Regions from separate parts of the Pan troglodytes genome. Here region 1 is linked to region 2. Evidence: chromatin contacts called from public capture Hi-C data. All regions are on one chromosome and are shown on one strand. Each heading gives the region's core, a stretch centred on a gene start, on an enhancer-like site or on the middle of the called end of the contact. The rest is flanking DNA. Distances are from core to core; before and after follow the strand shown. Region 1 overlaps CPNE5 (copine 5). Region 2 has its middle 30 kb from the start of SRSF3.

Region 1 (3,257 bases), core at 221-2,720, 140 kb after region 2:
TAGGTGGGGTGGGTGGGGGCACTGAGGGGCTCCTAGGGGCCAGGAGCTGTGCTGGCTCTGGGGATGCAGCAGTAAGTGCAACACAACCCCTACCCTGAGGACTTCAAGGTCTTTGAGGGGGTGAATAGTGTCACAAAACAGAAAATAGCCAGGAGCACTGACAAGTGTCCACTCCAGGCTCTGGGGTGGGGCGGGTGTGCAGGTGGACACAACTTCCTGGAGGAGGAACACCCACAGGGAGGCTCCGTGGACCAATAGCTCCTACCCAGGAGAAGACAAGAGGGAGTCTCAGGTGCAGGCACCCATATGAATTGAACCCTGGAGGCTGAGACAGCACGGAGGTTCAGAGAGCCTCAGGTGGCAGGACGGGGATGAATGTGGGAACGGGCAGAGGGAAGGGGCAGGGGCCAGCTCCTAGGGGCCTCCAAAGGCATGTGATGTGTGTTTTTATTTACATGCACAGCCAGGCGTGGTGGCTCACACCTGAAATCCCAGCACTTTGCAAGGCCGAGGCGGGTGCATCACCTGAGCTCAGGAGTTGGAGGCTAGACTGGGCAACATGGCAAAAACCCATCTCTACCAAAAATGCAAAAAAAAAAAAAAAATCGCCAGGGTGGTGGTGTGTGCCTGTGGTCCCAGCTACTTGGGAGACTGAGGTGGGAGGATAGCTAGAGCCTGGAAGTAGAGGTGGAGGTTGCAGTAAGCCGAGATTGTGCCACTGCACTCCAGCCTGGGTGAGAATGAGACTCCATCTTAAAAAAAAAAAAAAAAAGCACGCATACACAGATTGCGGGTGGCTGGCTGGGGAAACAGCATCCCAAATGAAAGAGCTTGGAACTTCACCCTGCAGGTCAGTGGATCTCAGCTGCGGTGGGAGCATCTTTCAGTATCTCTTCCCACCTCCCATGTGCGAACCAGGCTAAGGAGGTGGGTGGAATGCCCTACACAGGTTTTAAGCAGGGGAGCGATGTGGTCAGATCACTATTTTGGTGGAGTACGCTGGTTACTGTGTAGAGGACAGAAGGAAGAAAGGAGGCTGTGGCAAAGCCCCATAAGGGGGAGATGATGAGGTTGGTGGTGGTGGCCTGAGATGAGGGGAACGATGTCAGAAAACATGGGTGGTAGGCGAGCAGTGTTTGCTCGTGGACTGGATATGGAATGAGGGATGGGGATGTTAAGTATGACCTCTAAGGTGCCCTGAGCCCCCATGATGGGAATATTTGAGATGAAGCCGGCTCGCCAGGAGGACGGGAGTGCTGTGGGAGGTTTAGCTAATGCGTTCAGTTTTGGAAGGCTGAGCTCCAGGAGGGGCCAGCAGACAGCTGGACATAGGAGCCTGACACTAGGGCAATGCCAGGGCCCGAGGCACAGGTCTTTACTGGCTGAAGCCTGTTCCCTTTTCAGGCAGTTCTGATTCTAGCAAGGCCTTCCTGCCCCAAACCAGCCTCCCCCTGGGACTGCCAGAGCTGTGCTCCTTTTTCAGCTGATGGCCTTCCGATGTGTGCAGACAGTGCTTCTGCCTCCCAGTGTGGCACTTTCTCTTGTTGATTACAAAGAAGCAGGGATCAACAACTGAGAAAACAAGTCAATTGAATGCTTTCTGCTCTTAGCCCGAGAGAAACGGCTCCTTCTGGGCTTGTCAAGCACCTTTAGAAGCCAAGCTCGGAGAGATCCGACCCCTTCCCTTCACCTCCCTAAATCTCCTCAAAGGAGGCCAGAGAACGGTGGCGTCTGCTTCTCTCTGCCTGGGGTGGGGCGGGGGAGCGGGTACAAAGACAGCTTCTCTCTTTGCAGATGCAGAAAACAAAGCAATGTACTGTATTAGAGCCCTTTCAAAGAAATTCATCCACACTCCATCTTCACAATAGCCATGTTCAATCTCATTCAGCATGCGAATGTATAACAGGCACCTACTGTGTGCCCGGCAGTGCCCTGGCCAGTGAGGGGAGGCAACAGACAGGGCTGTCACCTCACCGGCCCTTGGAAAGTCTAGTTGGAACACAAGACCTGCCCACTCAGAACCAACATACAGGGCAAAGGAGTGGGGGTAGCATGGGATTTGGATTCAGTGATGGAACTCAAGGCCAGCTCTTCAACTTTGCTGGCTGAGTGGCTGCTAGCATGAGGACAGTGCCAGGATGGTAGGATGGTTGTAAAATGTGAACCTCTGGGCACACAGTGCTCAGCAGATGGTGACAGAAGACAGTGCTGACCTCTGGGTCAGGCATTGTTCCATTAACTTATTTAATTATCAGTTTGCATGGCATAGAGTAGTTCAGAGACTTAGCCAAGGTCACGTAGCTAGTAAGTGGTAGAGTCAGTATACGAACCCAAGCAGTTATTTGGGTTATAAGTATCTGCCATTAAGTGGGTTTGGCATGAGCCATGATGTCTGTGGAAGTTCAGACAAGAAAGCACGGGGACCAGAGTGGCTGGGAAGACCTCACAGAGGAGCAGAACCTGAGCTAGATTTGGAAGGTGGGGAGGGAATTGCAAAAGGGAGAGCACACAGGAGAACGCGGTGGCTCAGGCCTATAATCCCAGCACTTTGGGAGGCCAAGGCAGGAGGATCGCTTGAGCCCAGGAGCTCAAGACCAGCCTGGGAAACATAGCGAGATCCTGTCTCTACAAGAAATTTAAAAAATTAGTTGGGCATGGTGGTGCGTGCTTGTGGTCCCAGCTACTCGGGAGGCTGAGGTGGGAGGATCGCTTGAGCCTGGGAGATTGGGGCTGCAGTGAGCCAGGGCAACAGAGTGAGGCCCTGTCTCAAAAAAAAAAAAAGAGGGAGAACACACACATGCACACGCATACACACACACGCACATGCACACGCACATACATGCACACACATGCACGCACACACACGCATGCGCACACACACAAATACATGCTCACGCACACACACACACATGCAGACATTGTCCCTTGAGGGCAAATGCTACTGTTACACCTCCAGAGAGATCAGGTGCCTTGTCCGAGGCTCTCCAGCTCTGGGGCTAGAACAAGGAAGGTATCCTGACCTCATTCTCTTGAAGTTTTCATTCTGAAACAGGTAAGATACTCAGCAGGCCCTGAAACTGTTCTGATTGAAAGCACAAGGCCACCTTGAACTCAGGACCTCAGGTCTCAAGCCCAGAACCTTCGTATACTGGCTCCCATCGTGCTCCTATCTCTCTTGCTTGTGGGAAGTGCTCTTTATGGGGACGCTATAACTCGGTGATTTGGAATCAGCCAAGTCTGGGTTGTTTGTGTCTTGA
Region 2 (2,825 bases), core at 98-2,597:
TGATTCTCCTGCCTCCGCCTCCTGAGTAGCTGGGACTACAGGCGCCCGCCACCACACCCGGCTAATTTTTTGTATTTTTAGTAGAGACAGGGTCTCACCATGTTAGCTAGGATGGTCTCGATCTCCTGACTTCATGATCTGCCCGCCTCGGCCTCCCAAAGTGCTGGGATTACAGGCGTGAGCCACCACACCTAGCCCACAACAAATTTTAGAGAGTAGGTACTATTGCTGTCCCCATTTTAGGAAACACAGAAGTTGGTTCCAGCCACAAGGAAGTGGCTTCATCCATCATCAAGAAGTTGATTCCAGCCCACGTGGATGGCTTTGAGGAGTTCAAGACTTTAGTGGAGGAAGTGATGAAAGATGTGGTGGAAATAGCAAGAGAACTAAAACTGAGTCTGGAGATGTGACAGGCTCCACTTTCAGTTCTCTTGCTATTCCCACATGACCATGGTCCAGGATCCTGAGTTTATGTTCAGGAAATAAGACTCAGCGAAAACTTGCAGTCACTTTCATAATCATTAATGCAGAGATTCTCAATAAATTCTTAAGGCTCCACCACGCTCCAACATAAAGTAACACATTCAGTTTGTTACAGAAATGGTAATAAGGCAACACTATGCAATACTATGTGTACAATGCAGCACTTTGCAGTACCAAAATCCATGCCTACAAAGCACTGCACAAGAACACATACAAATAAAGGATATAGTAGAATGGCTGCCTGTGGGGTGGGGGCATGGAAATGACAATGGAGGGAGGGGGGAATACATGAAGCAAGAGGTGACTAGTCAGGACCAATGATGACAGCCAGCCATCACCTGGGGAATAGGAGGGACTCATCCCACTGCACCTGAGGACTAAAAATAAAATGGAATGGAAACAAGACCCTGGGTGAAATCACTCGGCCTGAAATACACTGGCCCTGGGCTCAAAGAGGAAAGGTGGGGACACATCCTGGGCTGCCTCATCAAACCAGGAGCCTGCAAGAGCGTCCCTGTGTGTGTGTGGAGGGGGTGAGGACAAAGGGAGGGTCAACCACACCCAGTTCTGTGAGCTCAAACACCAGACTAAAGGCCACAGGCAGACCCTCCAAGGCCTCAGGGAAGGAGTGAAGAGAAAGGCCTGGGTGGTCAGTGTCAGAGGCGGCACAGTCACCTGCTGTCATGCTTATTTCACCAAGGTTTAGCCAAATGCACTATTAGGGTGTCAAGAAAATATGGATATAGGGCAACAATCCTGTGATTGTATGATGACTGTAGGCTTGATCATCATAAGGGTCCTGCCATATGCTGGTCCAGTTGGCACGCCCACCCATCTCCTGTGCCAGTGGAGTGTGCCTGTGAAACAGCGGTCAGCTCTTCTGGTGGCCCTGAGGATCAGGGTGAAGGAAGAGTGGATCTTCATTTAGTTAGTTTGCCCCTCTGCAGGAGGAGGGGAGTTGGATACAGACCTCTCCTAACAACCCGCCTGGCTACTGGAACCTTCCTGAGAAATGTGGTTAACCTCTGGGCGCAGAGCCAGCAGTTCTAGGCTCCCGTCACAAGGGGGCAGGATGGGGAAGAAAACAGGTTCTCAATTCCAGGCCTTGGACCCGTCCGGTTTGCTGGCAGGGGCAGGAAGGAGGGTGGGGTCGGGAGTGTGTGGTGGTTGATGAGGGATCCAACCATCGTTCCGCAAGAGCGGCTTGTTTATTAAACATGAAATGAGGGAAAAGCCTAGTAGCTCCATTGGATTGGGAAGAATGGCAAAGAGAGACAGGCGTCATTTTCTAGAAAGCAATCTTCACACCTGTTGGTCCTCACCCATTGAATGTCCTCACCCAATCTCCAACACAGAAATGAGTGACTGTGTGTGCACATGCGTGTGCATGTGTGAAGGTATGAGTGTGAATGTGTCTATATGGGAACATATATGTGATTGTATGTGTGTAACTATGTGTGACTGGCAGCGTGGGGAGTGCTGGTTGGAGTGTGGTGTGATGTGAGTATGCATGAGTGGCTGTGTGTATGACTGTGGCGGGAGGCGGAAGGGGAGAAGCAGCAGGCTCAGGTGTCGCCAGAGAGGCTGGGAGGAAACTATAAACCTGGGCAATTTCCTCCTCATCAGCGAGCCTTTCTTGGGCAATAGGGGCAGAGCTCAAAGTTCACAGAGATAGTGCCTGGGAGGCATGAGGCAAGGCGGAAGTACTGCGAGGAGGGGCAGAGGGTCTGACACTTGAGGGGTTCTAATGGGAAAGGAAAGACCCACACTGAATTCCACTTAGCCCCAGACCCTGGGCCCGGCGGTGCCGGCTTCCAACCATACCAACCATTTCCAAGTGTTGCCGGCAGAAGTTAACCTCTCTTAGCCTCAGTTTCCCCACCTGTAAAATGGCAGAAGTAACCAAGCTTACCTTCCCGGCAGTGTGTGAGGATGAAAAGAGCTATGTACGTGATGCACTTAGAAGAAGGTCTAGGGTGTGAGTGGTACTCATCTGGTGGGTGTGGAGAAGACATTCTAGGCAATGAGGCCTGGGGAGAGCCTGGCCCATGGCTTCCACTCAGCAAGGTCAGTTTCCTGTCCTCTGCACTCCCAGCCTTCCAGAGAGGACCTTCCCAACCAGCACTCCCCACGCTGCCAGTCACACATAGTTACACACATACAATCACATATATGTTCCCATATAGACACATTCACACTCATACCTTCACACATGCACACGCATGTGCACACACAGTCACTCATTTCTGTGTTGGAGATTGGGTGAGGACATTCAATGGGTGAGGACCAACAGGTGTGAAGATTGCTTTCTAGAAAATGACTCCTGTCTCTCTTTGCCATTC

What was found. Capture Hi-C pulls out chosen DNA fragments and counts their contacts.
Region 1: a contact with region 2 is called in a capture Hi-C map of stem cell-derived neural stem cells, with 10 times the contacts expected there. The contact joins two enhancer-like sites. A contact is called at or near these places in 4 of 7 Hi-C or Micro-C datasets (blood, induced pluripotent stem cells, a lymphoblastoid cell line and 1 more) and 1 of 1 other capture datasets (stem cell-derived neural stem cells).

Annotation. Positions count from the first base shown.
Region 1 is chr5:42,633,376-42,636,632 of NHGRI_mPanTro3-v2.0_pri, forward strand. All of the region lies in intron 13 of CPNE5 (copine 5), which reads right to left. Among named protein-coding and RNA genes, the nearest start is that of RAB44, 63 kb to the left of the region's middle. Within about 2 kb of position 1,471, at least 7 of the 24 cell types and tissues checked have an H3K27ac peak or open chromatin away from gene starts, as enhancers often do. A contact at or near this core is called in stem cell-derived neural stem cells, where this site is marked.
Region 2 is chr5:42,496,429-42,499,253 of NHGRI_mPanTro3-v2.0_pri, forward strand. No RefSeq gene overlaps it. Among named protein-coding and RNA genes, the nearest start is that of SRSF3, 30 kb to the left of the region's middle. Within about 2 kb of position 1,348, at least 5 of the 24 cell types and tissues checked have an H3K27ac peak or open chromatin away from gene starts, as enhancers often do. A contact at or near this core is called in stem cell-derived neural stem cells, where this site is marked.